3 separate regions of the Mus musculus genome follow, and regions 1 and 3 are each linked to region 2. Evidence: chromatin contacts called from public Hi-C and promoter capture Hi-C data. All regions are on one chromosome and are shown on one strand. The core of a region is the stretch at or near the end of the contact, and the rest is flanking DNA. Distances in the headings are between cores, read along the strand shown. Region 1 overlaps Mideas (mitotic deacetylase associated SANT domain protein). Region 2 overlaps Gm31386 (a long non-coding RNA gene). Region 3 holds the start of Acot5 (acyl-CoA thioesterase 5).

Region 1 (3,915 bases), core at 1,219-3,718, 240 kb before region 2:
CCTGCATGAGGCACCTGTACCCGCAGGGACGCTGAGGTTGCCAAGCACGGTGGTTGGTGGGTAGGAAAGTCCTTGTTGGCTTCTTCCCTTGGAACTTGAGGACTCGGAGAAGGGGGTGCTGAGAGCCAGCATTCTAAGAGGCAAGAGTGTACTGGTAGTTGCACATGATGCTTGTCAAAATGCATTAGCTATAATCTAGATGAGGAAGTCATGTTGCAATAAAGTTCTTTTTTTTTTTTTTTTTTTTAAGTCAGAAGGGAAGGAAGACCAATCAGACTTTGAGCACTTGTGTTAACCCTGGGTTTTAAATTTTATTTTATACTTGCTCAAAAGTAACTGATCATACGCAATAGCAAAGGTATGAATGTCACCTGCCCCAGGTTTCTGTAAGGAGCTGAGCCACTTAGGATAAACACCTCCCATTTGATCAGCATTAACTCTCTGCATCCTTAGAATCTGCAACCACTGTCACCTTTAGGCCCTGGCTGACACACAGGAGGCTACATAATTTTGAGTCTTTGCTCCAGCCAGATACCTGTGAGAAAATAGCTGCAAACCGCTCCCCACCCCCACTCCTTCATCTTGCCACAGCGAGATGCTTGGTTACATGCCGCACCCCATAGGCTAGATGCAACATCTGCAAGCCACCTGTGGACTGATGACCACCTGGAATCTGCTGCTTCAGGCCAGGGTGGCACAGCCAGGCAGAAGGGAGGGGGTGGAGAAGATTTGAAAGGTATAGGAAGAGGGATGGCCTAGGAAGTGCCAGGCTGTCAAAGACCAACCAGTAAGTGGTTGAGTTGCTGGCCTGAATGGGATTCCTAGGTCAGCAAACAGGGGCTCAACTCCTGAACCTCACTGCCACCCCCTCTCCCCAATCTCCCTCTTACCCAGGATGCCAATGGCTCTGAGGAGAAGCGGAAAAGCGTGTTGGCCACAACTTCCAGGTGTGGCGTGGAGTTTTCCGAGCCTGCCTTAGCCGCCAAGAGAGCTCGGGAGGAGAGTGGGATGGTACCCCTCATCATTCCTGTGTCTGTTCCCGTGAGGACTGTGGGTCCAACTGAGGTGGCCCAAGTCGGAGGTGCTGACGAGGATGGGACTGGTCTTGAGCAGTACCCCACCGAGCACAAGCCGTCAGTCATCGTGACCCGCAGGCGGTCCACCCGAGTTCCCGGGACAGATGCTGCAGCTCAGGTATGAGAGGATGCTATTTTCCTTCGTTCATGTTTTGTTTTGTTTTGTTTTCCTGAGACAAGGTCTCTGTGTAGTTCTGGCTGTCCTGGAACTTACTGTGTAGACCAAGCTGGCCTTGAACTCACAGAGATCCGCCTCTACCTTCTGAGTGCTGGGATTAAGAATATGTGTCACTATGTCCAGCCCGGTAAAAATTTTAAAAATAGTTTTATATTCTGTGACTCTTTCCCACACACATGTGGTGGGTGCCCTTGGAATTGCGGTTATGGAGAGTATAAGCCACCATGTGGGTGCTGAGAATGGGGTCCCCGTCCTCTGAAAGAGCAGCCAGTGCTCTTAACCACTGAGCCATCTTCCCACATATCAGGGAGATACTGTTTTTTTATTTTCCAAATCAAACTTGTACAGAAATACACAGAGGGTCTGAGGTAGTTTTATACTTGAGGTGGTGGTCATCAGGAGAGTCTAGCTTGTGGATCTGTTGTGGTTGCCAGTCAGGAGGTGATAATGGCTCCTGGGGAAGGTCCTGAGCTAGCTTCTGGGGTGCAGAAGTGTTTGCCTGTGTGTTCAGTTCTGAGCCAAGCGGTGGTGTTTCCTGTACTCTGTCCCTGCTTTTTGATGCTTTAGGGGTGTGCACGTTTGGCCCAGCGTGAGACTTGCTGAGAGAAGTTTCTTTTCATCAGTAGTATCTGTTCTGTGAGCAGCACGTGTCTTTCTGTCCTTCCGCTACATCTTCTCTGTATCCTTTCGGAACGATTTCAAGTAGTAAATAATCTCGCTTTGCTATTTCCTGCTCCGGTAACCTTGTCTGTCCCACGTACAGTTCTTTTTTTTAACTAATTAAACTAGTTAAATGCATGTTCTACAATGTTTTTTATATATACATGTATGGATATATGTAGTAGAACTGCTAAACCAAGGTAGTTAGCATAGTCATTATCTCTTATCCTTATTTGTGTGTGTGTGTGTGTGTGTGTGTGTGTGTGTGTGAACATTTAAGATCTGGTCACTTAGCAGTATTCTAAGAGAAATAAATTAATGGAGCAATGAAAGCCGTGGTGTTGCCCAATAGGCTACTGAATTCGTATCTCCAGTTTTTACTGAACTTGGGTTTCGCAGTCCTCATTCCATCTCCAGCCCTTGGGAGCAGCCCCTCACTGGGCTGTCTGCCTGGGAGTCCTGCCTTTGTAGCCTCCCAGATGGAAGCACGAAAGCACAGCTTCATGTAGTTCCTGATACACCTAGGTCGAGCTCTGTCACCTGCTGTTAGGTTCTGCTGATGTCATCCTGTCTTGTTTGTACTGCCGAGTATGTGTGTGTGTGTGTGTGTGTGTATGTCTGTGTGTCTTGTGCTTTCAGTTGACTGGGGTTGTCACTCCCGGCAACAATGTATTAGTTAGTTATATACAATGTATTAGTTAGTTATATACAACGTATTAGTTAGTTATATACAATGCATTAGTTATAGACTTATTTCTCTGTTGGTGGTTACTTTACCTGGATTTCTGCAGTTTTCTCAGTTCCCTGAGGGATATCACATGGCTAACACCCTTTAGATGTCTAGAAGAGAAGCTCCTGTGGTATACACAGTGACTGCTTATGGCATAGAGTTTAATTCCCTGCTTGAGGAGACCCCTAGAGACTTAAACAGTATGTAGCTTTGACTTACTGAAATATAATGTAAGGACTTTCACCACTTCCTGGACAGAACAGAGTTCCTAGAAGGTTTTAACTCCATTTCCTGCCAATCCCTAGCTTGAAGAATTATTGGCAGGTATTTTAATTTTCGTATATTTGTCCTCAACAGAACACGGGTGTACTTGGATCTACCCATTTACTCGTGCCATTTCTTGCTGATTTCCTGTTTCATATGTCCAGCTCTTGGATATCTATCTTGGATAGGTTATGTGTTACTTGAAGAACTTGCTTTTCTTTGGTGTGAGTCTGCTAATGATGAGTTTTACTGATTTTTGATTTCTGGAAAGTGCCTCCTTTGGTCTCCTTTATAAAGGATAACTTTGCTGAGTGCCGTGGGTCTTAGGCCTGTAGTCGTTGTCTGTCAGTACTTAAAGGTCCCACCACTTTGTGTTCAGGCTTTCCTATTTATTTTGTGTTTCAAAACAAAGTTTCTTGGAACTTTGCAATCCTGCTGTCCTGGAACTCCATAGACTGGGCTGGCCTCAAACTCTCAGAGATCCTCCTGCCTCTGCCTCCTTTATGCCGGGATCATGGGTGTGCACTAGCACACTGGCATTTCCTAATTTTCAGGTCACATCGTACTTCCTTGTGTATCAGTCAGGTTGTCTTTAAATTAAATTTCAAGTATATTAGTTCATATTATGTTGCTGTATTAAAATAATAAGCTGGTGTTTTTTTTTTTTTTTTTTTTTAAAGACGTTTATCCAGATTATGGTCTTAGATGTTAAAAGTCCAAGATTAAATGGTTTTGTACTTTCAGCCTCTAGTAAGGGCCCTCTTGGCTCCTGCATAATATAGCAGATGGCATGACAGAGACAGACAGATAGAAAGCACAGGCCTGTCCTTTTTTTTTAAAAAAAAAAGATTTATTTATTAATTTCATGTATGTGAGTACACTGTTACTCTATTCAGACACATCAGATGGTTGTGAGCCACTGTGTGGTTGCTGGGAATTAGAATCAGGACCTCTGGAAGAGTAATCAGTGCTCCTAACCGCTGAGCCATCTCTCCAGCCCAGGTCTG
Region 2 (4,235 bases), core at 159-2,658:
TATCCTTTTGTCTTAGCTCCAAACTTTGTCTCTGTAACTCCTTTCATGGGTATTTTGTTCCCTATTATAAGGAGGAATGAAGTATCCACCTATTGGTCTTCCCTCTTCTTGACTTTCTTGTGTTTTGCAAGTTGTATCTTGGAAGTTCTATGTTTCTGGGCTAATATCCACTTATCAGTGAGTGCATATCTAATGACTTCTTTTGTGATTGGGTTACCTCACTAAAGATGATATCCTCCAGATACATCTATTTGTCCAAGAATTTCATAAATTCATTGTTTTTAATAGCTGAGTAGTACTCCATTGTGTAAATGTACCACATTTTCTGTATCCATTCTTCTGTTGAGGGATATCTGGGTTCTTTCCAGCTTCTGACTATTATAAATAAGGCTGCTATGAACATAGTAGAGCATGTGTTCTTATTACCAGTTGGAACTTCTTCTGGGTATATGTCCAGGAGAGGTATTGCTGGATCTTCCGGTAGTATTATGTCCAATTTTCTGAGGAACCTCCAGACTGACTTCCAGAATGGTTGTACAAGCTTGCAATCCCACCAGCAATGGAGGAGTGTTCCTCTTTCTCCACATCCTCGCCAGCATCTGCTGTCACCTGAATTTTTGATCTTAGCCATTCTGACTGGTGTGAGTTGGAATCTTAAGGTTGTTTTGATTTGCATTTCCCTGATGATTAAGGATGTTGAACATTTTTTTCAGGTGCTTCTCAGCCATTCAGTATTCCTCAGGTGAGAATTCTTTGTTTAGCTCTGAACCCCATTTTTAATGGGGTTATTTGAATTTCTGGAGTCCAGCTTCTTGAGCTCTTTGTATATATTGAATATTAGTCCCTTATCAGACTTAGGATTGGTAAAAATCCTTTCCCAATCTGTTGGTGGCCTTTTTGTCTTATTGACAGTGTCTTTTGCCTTACAGAAGCTTTGCAATTTTATGAGGTCCCATTTGTCAATTCTTGATCTTACAGCACAAGCCATTGCTGTTCTGTTTAGGATTTTTTCTCCTGTGCCCATATCTTCGAGGCTTTTCCCCACTTTCTCCTCTATTAATTTCAGTGTCTCTGTTTTTATGTGGGACAAAATACTTCTAAGAAATGCTAAAGAATAATAAAGGATGGTGAGATACCCACCGTCAACCTCTGGGCTCCATACACATGTGCACATGCACACATGTGCACATGCACACACACCTCATGCTCATATAACCTTACACAGAGAAGAAAGAAAAGCAAGCCTCTGCTGTTATTTCTAAAATCTGAACCAATTCTCTAAGCTATTGGCATGGTCTGTGTCTGGGGATGGGAAATAGATTTGTGCGTCTCCATTTGAGTGACAACATCCTTTTTATCTCTTGCTGATAAAAGACAATGATGTTCTTTCACAGGAAACTAACAGGAAAAGAAAGAAAGCCTACCACTGAGTACACTTCCTGAGGGTGAAAGCAAGCCGTGGCTGCTCTCACTGAGGGTAGGAAAAAGCTGAAAAAATAAACTCAGCATCCCCATGTGGAGTCAGTCTTCTTCCCCTTCTAAAATTGGCCAGTCTGAAGGGACAGACAGAGGTCTTCTCAAAATATTAAGAGGTATTGAAACTCACTAATCTCTTCTGTCTCAAACAGAGGAAACTTAGAAAGGAAGATAAGAGTCTTTGGAAAGAGGAACTTGACATTGGTACATACCTTCCCTTTAAGCTTCAGGTCCATTCCCAGCAACTTCTGCTTTGACTCTGTGTACAAATGTAGTAATGTTTAGGAATGTGTCAAGGGGAGAAGCAGCCAGGGTTAGAGGTGTTCAGAAAAACCTGTGTGCTTTAAAAAAACAAAGATTCCCCCCACAAACAAACAAAAACAAGGTCTCAACAAAAAGCAGACTGGCCTTGAACTTGATATGCAGATAAAGATGAACTTGAACTTCTGATCCTCTCCCTTCAGCCTCCAGAATGCTGAGATTGCAGGAGAGCACCGCCACACCTAGTTTACACAGAGCTTTGTGCATGCTAGGTGGGCCAGCTATTGACCCAGCTCTATTCCTAGCCCCACAGGTGCCTTGATTTTGAGGCAAAGGTATAAAATAGCATTATCTGGGAGTATTTATTGAGCTTTAAGGTACAACACTTAGCAGATGTTGCTAGAGATGACTCTGGATGTGGAGCCAGCTCCAATATAAAGTGCTTACTTGTGTGGATAGTATAACACAGTAGAATTAACACGGGAAATGTAGATGATAGAGGAGGAAAGGTGGGAGGGGGATGAGGGGGAGGGGGATGAAGAGGGAAGGGGGAGGGAAGGGGAAAGGGGAGAAGGTTTGAATAGCTATCCTGGCAGGAAGAAAGGAGTTAGGATGAATTGCAAAGACTTGGACTTTTGTCTGTCTACAGCAGAAGTTCTCAGCCTTGGGTCACAGCCCCTACAGGGTTTCTAGATCAGATATCCTGCATACCAGATATTTATGATTCCTAACAGTAGCAAAATTATAGTAATGAAGTAGCAACAAAATAATCTTATGGTTGGGGTCACCACAATGTAAGGAATTATATTAAAGGGCATGAGGAAGGTTAAGAACCACTGATCTAGGTGTTTTGTTTTTTTTCTTCTTCTTAATTTATGCTTGTGTTGTGCAAGCACATGCCATCATCATGTATGTGAAAGTCAGAGAACAAGGTTCAGGAGCCAGATCTGTCCTTCCAACCTTAAGTAAGATCTGAAGTCGGACCCAGGCTAGTATGGTGACATTCTCACAGGCTGAGCCATCACTGGTACTGCTGGGTTTATTTTTGAGGCAGTTTTTGCTAAGTAGACCAGGCTGAGGCTGGAACAGAAGTCTTAGTTTAAAAACCATTTATACTTCAGGAATTTTATCCTCCTCCCAAAGACTTCTTGTATAATAGTCATGGGTGAGCCTTGAGAAATGACTCAAAGCCAAAATAATGGAGTTTCCTTGATTATAGTTCCTCCTTTCTCTGGCTAGAGGCCAAGCCCCAATATCTTCCTCCCTCAAAAGGAAGCCAGCCTCAACCCAGCCCTGATGGATCGCTCTGACTGCCTAGTGATCACGCTGCAAACTGGACTCTCTTCTTACAATCTTCTAAATGTAAAGTCACTATGAGCTATCCGGTCTCATCTCTTGGCTCAGGTGTGGAAGTACCCTTATCGTGTCTGCTGAGACATGAACCTTCCTCTTTCTGATCCTCAGCTGATGACTGACTCTACATAATACACAATGACCAGCTTCTTTTGGGAGGGCAAAGATCACACCTCTAAGACATTGCGTATTCTTCCGGTCACACTCCTCCTTCAACAGAACCTGGATGGAGCCAGACGCACATGTTTCTTTGAATTAAAGGAGCTCTCATGATTAGCCTGTCTTGCAGGTTTTGATCATACTCTCCTCAATAGAAGGAATATAGGAAATTAGACTAGGCTATACTTTTGTTGGACATATTTTATGACGCCTAAACCTAGCATTTCGCTCTGGCAAGTGTAGGCCACTCACTGAAAAAGGGAACACAACATATGGAAGTTGGATCATCTTGTAGAAGTCACCACTTGACAGTATTCCCTTCCAACAGATTGAAGAGACAACTAGGTATCACACATTAATAATGTTAATAATAACTAATGGCTATTAAGTAGTTAAGATGTGTCAAGATTAGATGATATATCTTATTTATTCTCATAAAAGGTTTCCTTCTAGTAGCCAGGAGAGAAAACCAATCATTATATACACTCAGTAATAAGATTAATAGTAATAATAGTTATATATTTGTTATATTATACATTACATTATATATGCTGGCCCTAAATTGCATACGTTCTCTGATTTTGTTTCATTTTTAAATGAGCCCTATAGGTAGGATAGTTCTAAAATGTTTACTGATAATGAGCCTCCTGTTAGTGTTTATATACCGTGTAAGCTTCTCTCCTGAAATGTAGGCAGAGCCTAATAGCATATTGCTAACTAAAGGAATGTGGCAGAGGTGATGTGACATCACTTCTTTGATCAGAGTACAAAGGGCTGGCATTCTTTGTCTGGCCTTCTCTCTTTGCTTCTTGCTATCTCTGATGAAGTAAGCTGCCCTGTTATGTCTCCAAGGCCAGGCACTGATGAAGGCCTGCTGTCTGCTGCTCCTTAAGAACTAAGGCTTTAAGGTAAATTCTGTAAGAAACTTAATCCTGCCAAAGACCACATAAGAGAGCCACGAGGTAGATGACTACACTTTAGGAGAG
Region 3 (3,875 bases), core at 947-3,446, 140 kb before region 2:
ACCATACATTTTTATGTATTCCCACACTGTACATGCATTCAAATGGAATCAAAATGGAGAGGGTGGTGGCACAATGAGCAGGACTTTAATCCCAGCGCTTGGGAAGCAGAGACGGGCAGATCTCTGGCCAGTTCAAGGTCAGCCTGGTTCAGTTTAGCTAGGCCTACCCAGATAAATCCTGTCTCTAACAACAAAAACAAACAAGAGGCCTTCATAGATTCCTACATTTTGATTGGTGGAGCCATGCTTGCCTGTCTGTTATCATGCTTCTGGACCTCTGAACTGTAAGCAAGCCCCCTCTATACCCAGTAAACTCCTCTGTAAATTGTGTTGATCTTGGCGTCTTATCACAGCAATAAAAATAGTAATCAAAGCATAACAAAAACTCTCCCCACTTTCTCCTCTCCCCAGTCACAAACTGGGCAGGTTAGAAGGCTAAGTACTTAACAACTCTTGTTGCCCTTCCAGGGACCCAAGCTCATTTCCCAGCACCCATGTTGGGCTCACAATTGCCTGTAACACTAGCTCCAAGGAATCCAGTATTCTTTTCTGGCTGCCTCGGGCATATACACTCAAATACACCCTAAATCAAAGTTCTTTTAAAGCACGTTTGGAAACATCAAGAAGGTGTGTTATTTGGGCAGACATACATAACCTCTGAATTGATGAAAGTTATAGGTCTATACGATCCCCAAAGATTTACATAATGGTTAAAAGGTTGTCAGGTGGGCAATAAGTGGCTATTTTAGAGGCTAAGGATAGTCCCAGATCATCTGGCTTTGGTTCTGCAACATTCCAGGTGACCACAATCAAGAAGTCCTCACCAATCTGAAAATCATGGATATCTCTTAGAAGGCCCTTTCCCACTGGTGGAATTTTCCGTGTTACCACATAAATATGTAGCTATCCTATTTTAAGGCCGTTTGCCAGAGAACCATCTACCTCCCTTCCATCTTCTGCAGCAACATTGGAGCCATGGAAACTTGCAGCACTAAGCGTTAACTGATGTTTAGGAAACAGAGCGTCCTTGTATCCTAGGATGATCTTCAAACTGCTTTTCATCAGCCTTTCAACAGTCAAAGGGTCACGAATGTCACTGGCCAAATTCCCTACAACAGCTCTTTGTGAGTCCCTCTCAAAACTGTGGACTTGGCCCTGGGAAAAAGTTACCTAGGAATCAGCTAAGAAACAAAACTCCCTGGCACTCTGCAGCCACACTTTCAGATTCTGGACTCTCTGAGTGGCAGTAAAGTCCTGCAAGTTAGAAAGTTCCCCGGTGCTTGGGCTGGCTCACGTTGCCTGAACAACACATGCCAAATGTGAACCTGTGCACAGCCACCCATGGGTCTTAGCACAGTTCAGGTTTCTAGTTCTCTGGGCTTGGGGGAGCGCTGATGCTCTACTTTCCTAAGCAAAGTCAGATGCTGCTCCTGCGGTGATCTCCCGTTCAGGACAAGACTCACCTAGCCACAAACCCAAGTCCTAAATGCTTTTCCAGGGAGCCCCTTGAAAAGTATGGGAGACAGGAAAGAAGGGGACCTTGCGCTGCACCCCTGAAGCATCCCAGGCTACAAGCACAGGAGGGAAGGCTGCTCACCTGGGGGCAGAAAGAGCGTGGCGCGCACCCGGCCCTCGCGCACGGGCACGCGCCGCACCCCGGGAGCCATGAAGTGACGCTCGTGCACCGCCCGCGCCAGCAGCCGCCCGCCGTCGGGCTCGTGTCCGTCCAGCACCTCCAGCTCCACCACGAAGGGCGTCTGCACGTCGCGCTTGATCAGGCGCCAGAAAGGCCGATCGGGCTCCATGGCCCAGAGCAGCCCCATGGGCTCGAGCCCCGAGAAGCTGCCGCCCAGCGCGGGCGTGCGCGCCAGGTCCAGCTCGCCGTGGGAGTCCGCGCGGTAGCGCGCGTGGGCTCGGAAGAGCGCGCCCTTCTCGTCGCGCAGGGCAGTGCGCAGTGTGACGGGCTGCTCCGGGGCCAAGCCGCGCACAGCGATGCTCAGCGGTTCGTCCCAGCAGCTGTGGCCCGTGGGCTCCAGGCTTACTGTTGGCACCATCCTGACAAAGTGAAAAATCAGGATACTGTCGGGTGAATAGTGTCTCTCGACTTCTGGAGGCTGTGACCATGAACCCTTATCCTACTTGTCTGCGTTGGCAATCGAGGTGCGAAACTCTCCAAAATTTAAGGGATGCAGTGACCTTTATGCCGAGGAGCTAAGCAATAGTAGTAATTACGTTTTCCTAGGTGATGTTGAAATACAGGGACAAGGACTGAGTTGCAAGGATCACTGTCCCCGACCAATAGTTTTACTCTGATCTTGTAACCCTGAGAAACTTGGCTTTGAGCATTTCTTTCTTGGGTTGTCACTTACTCATGCAATCTGGAAAGGAAGCGAGATCCGGAATGCATGAGGAGTCAGGTCACCCAGGTGAAATCATGACTCAAGCGGAGCTAGAGCTCAGGAAGGCAATAACCTGAGTCTCCAAGGGCAGTGACCTGATCTGGAAAAAAAAAAATTATAGGGACAATTTTATGGACCAATCAGTGGAAAAGGAAGGTTATTAGGATATGGGGGAAGTGAACCTATTTAGAAATTGTTCTTTGGAGCAATTCCCATCTGTGTTGTAATTAGTCAGCCCTTCGGTTTACAGATTTCAGCAGAGGCAGCTCAATCCACTCATAGATAGTTCCCAGATAGACCGAGCAGTCCAGTTCAGTAGTGTTGGGATAGCAAACAGGAGTCAGCAGCAGTGGCACAACCTAGCAGAGACAGCCAGGTCTCCTCCAAATCTACAGGAGTCAGCGGGAGGGATCAGGACCAGCATGGATGCCAGGAAAAGTTCTCTACTTGCCTCTCTTAATGAAGCGAAGATTAACAAAGAAGCCTTGCAGAGCTAGCTATGCAAGCTCGACCCTTGTCACTGCCCATTGGGTCCTTTTAATACTCCCTTCAAACATCACGTGTCCTCCAGGGGCCTTGCCTCAGCACGTGAGTCTGGCATCACTCTGCCAATCAGCCCTAGTCGAGGAAGCAGCAAGGAGCTGCCATAACCCCTCCAGAAGGTTTTTGGTGTGTTTCTCTCTCTGGAGTCATGGCAAATGGAGCTCAGCTACACGATATAAGACGAACCAACACATGCATGTCATTAGCAAAGAATCCTTCATCACGTGTCCTTTCATGTGCTTGCTTAAGCAGAAAGTCCTTTCTCCTGTGTCAGTGAAATATCCCTTCATGTGTTTGCCCTAGCAAAACACCATCTGACACAACTGACTTTCCAAAGAACCCATAAATTTCCACTTCAGGTAATACCTGATGTGTCTCACAGAGACTTTACAGTACACCAGCAGGTGATTCATGGGGTCCTTGAGTGACTGACCTGAGTCACCTTTAGTTAACTGGCAGATAGGTCTCCTGGTTGCTGCCTTGTAGAGAGAGACTCTTGTACTGTATGGAGAAATGGCCCATCAATAAACATGCTGTTGGCCTATTAGCTTAGGCAGGAAATAGGGAGATGGAAGTTCTAGGGTAGAGAGAGGATTCTGAGGGAGAGACAGGCGTGGGAAGAGGGATTTGCCCCAGGAATGCTGATGAAAGCTGTGCAGAGGTAACCAGCCCTGTGGCAGGACTTAGCTTAGAATAAATGTAAGAATAAATAAATGTAATAAATAAATATTAAGTTATGAGCCGGTCCGGGAACAGGCAAAGCTTTGACCTAAGCATTTGAAAATGTACTTAAGTCTCAGAGTGGTCGTTCCTGGAGCACATGTGAGGGAAAAAAAAGCACATAGAAAACTTGTAACAAATTCTCCCAATAATGTCTGGTGGAAATAAGCTCCCAATACCCTCTTCCCTTAAAATGGTGTTTAACAGGTTAAT

The links. Promoter capture Hi-C pulls out the DNA fragments that hold promoters and counts their contacts. A called contact is a pair of places that touch in the nucleus more often than the background predicts.
Region 1: a Hi-C map of CD4 T cells shows a contact between it and region 2, with 1.7 times the contacts expected there. The contact joins two enhancer-like sites. A contact is called at or near these places in 1 of 484 Hi-C or Micro-C datasets (CD4 T cells), 2 of 115 datasets of contacts at active chromatin or transcription factors (effector CD8 T cells and trophoblast stem cells) and 1 of 9 other capture datasets (adipose tissue).
Region 3: a promoter capture Hi-C map of hematopoietic stem and progenitor cells shows a contact between it and region 2, with 2.9 times the contacts expected there. The contact joins the promoter of Acot5 here to the enhancer-like site in region 2. A contact is called at or near these places in 11 of 39 promoter capture datasets (the 3T3-L1 cell line, 3T3-L1-derived adipocytes, cranial neural crest and 6 more), 5 of 484 Hi-C or Micro-C datasets (all in embryonic stem cells), 11 of 115 datasets of contacts at active chromatin or transcription factors (embryonic stem cells, intestinal villus epithelium and stem cell-derived neural progenitor cells) and 4 of 9 other capture datasets (adipose tissue, embryonic stem cells, liver and 1 more).

Annotation. Positions count from the first base shown.
Region 1 is chr12:84,168,739-84,172,653 of GRCm38.p6, reverse strand. Mideas (mitotic deacetylase associated SANT domain protein) reads left to right here. Exons shown (of 13, transcript NM_001163501.1): 3 at 895-1,194. It overlaps Gm40475 (a long non-coding RNA gene), which reads right to left. Exons shown (of 2, transcript XR_872872.3): 2 at 3,545-3,915. Among named protein-coding and RNA genes, the nearest start is that of Gm40475, 7.6 kb to the right of the region's middle. Within about 2 kb of position 2,468, at least 10 of the 459 cell types and tissues checked have an H3K27ac peak or open chromatin away from gene starts, as enhancers often do.
Region 2 is chr12:83,926,789-83,931,023 of GRCm38.p6, reverse strand. It overlaps Gm31386 (a long non-coding RNA gene), which reads right to left. Exons shown (of 3, transcript XR_381772.3): 2 at 1,689-1,735. Among named protein-coding and RNA genes, the nearest start is that of Gm31386, 7.0 kb to the right of the region's middle. Within about 2 kb of position 1,408, at least 87 of the 459 cell types and tissues checked have an H3K27ac peak or open chromatin away from gene starts, as enhancers often do. A contact at or near this core is called in adipose tissue and hematopoietic stem and progenitor cells, where this site is marked.
Region 3 is chr12:84,067,646-84,071,520 of GRCm38.p6, reverse strand. Acot5 (acyl-CoA thioesterase 5) reads right to left here and starts at 2,196. Exons shown (of 3, transcript NM_145444.3): 1 at 1,598-2,196. The coding sequence starts at 2,054.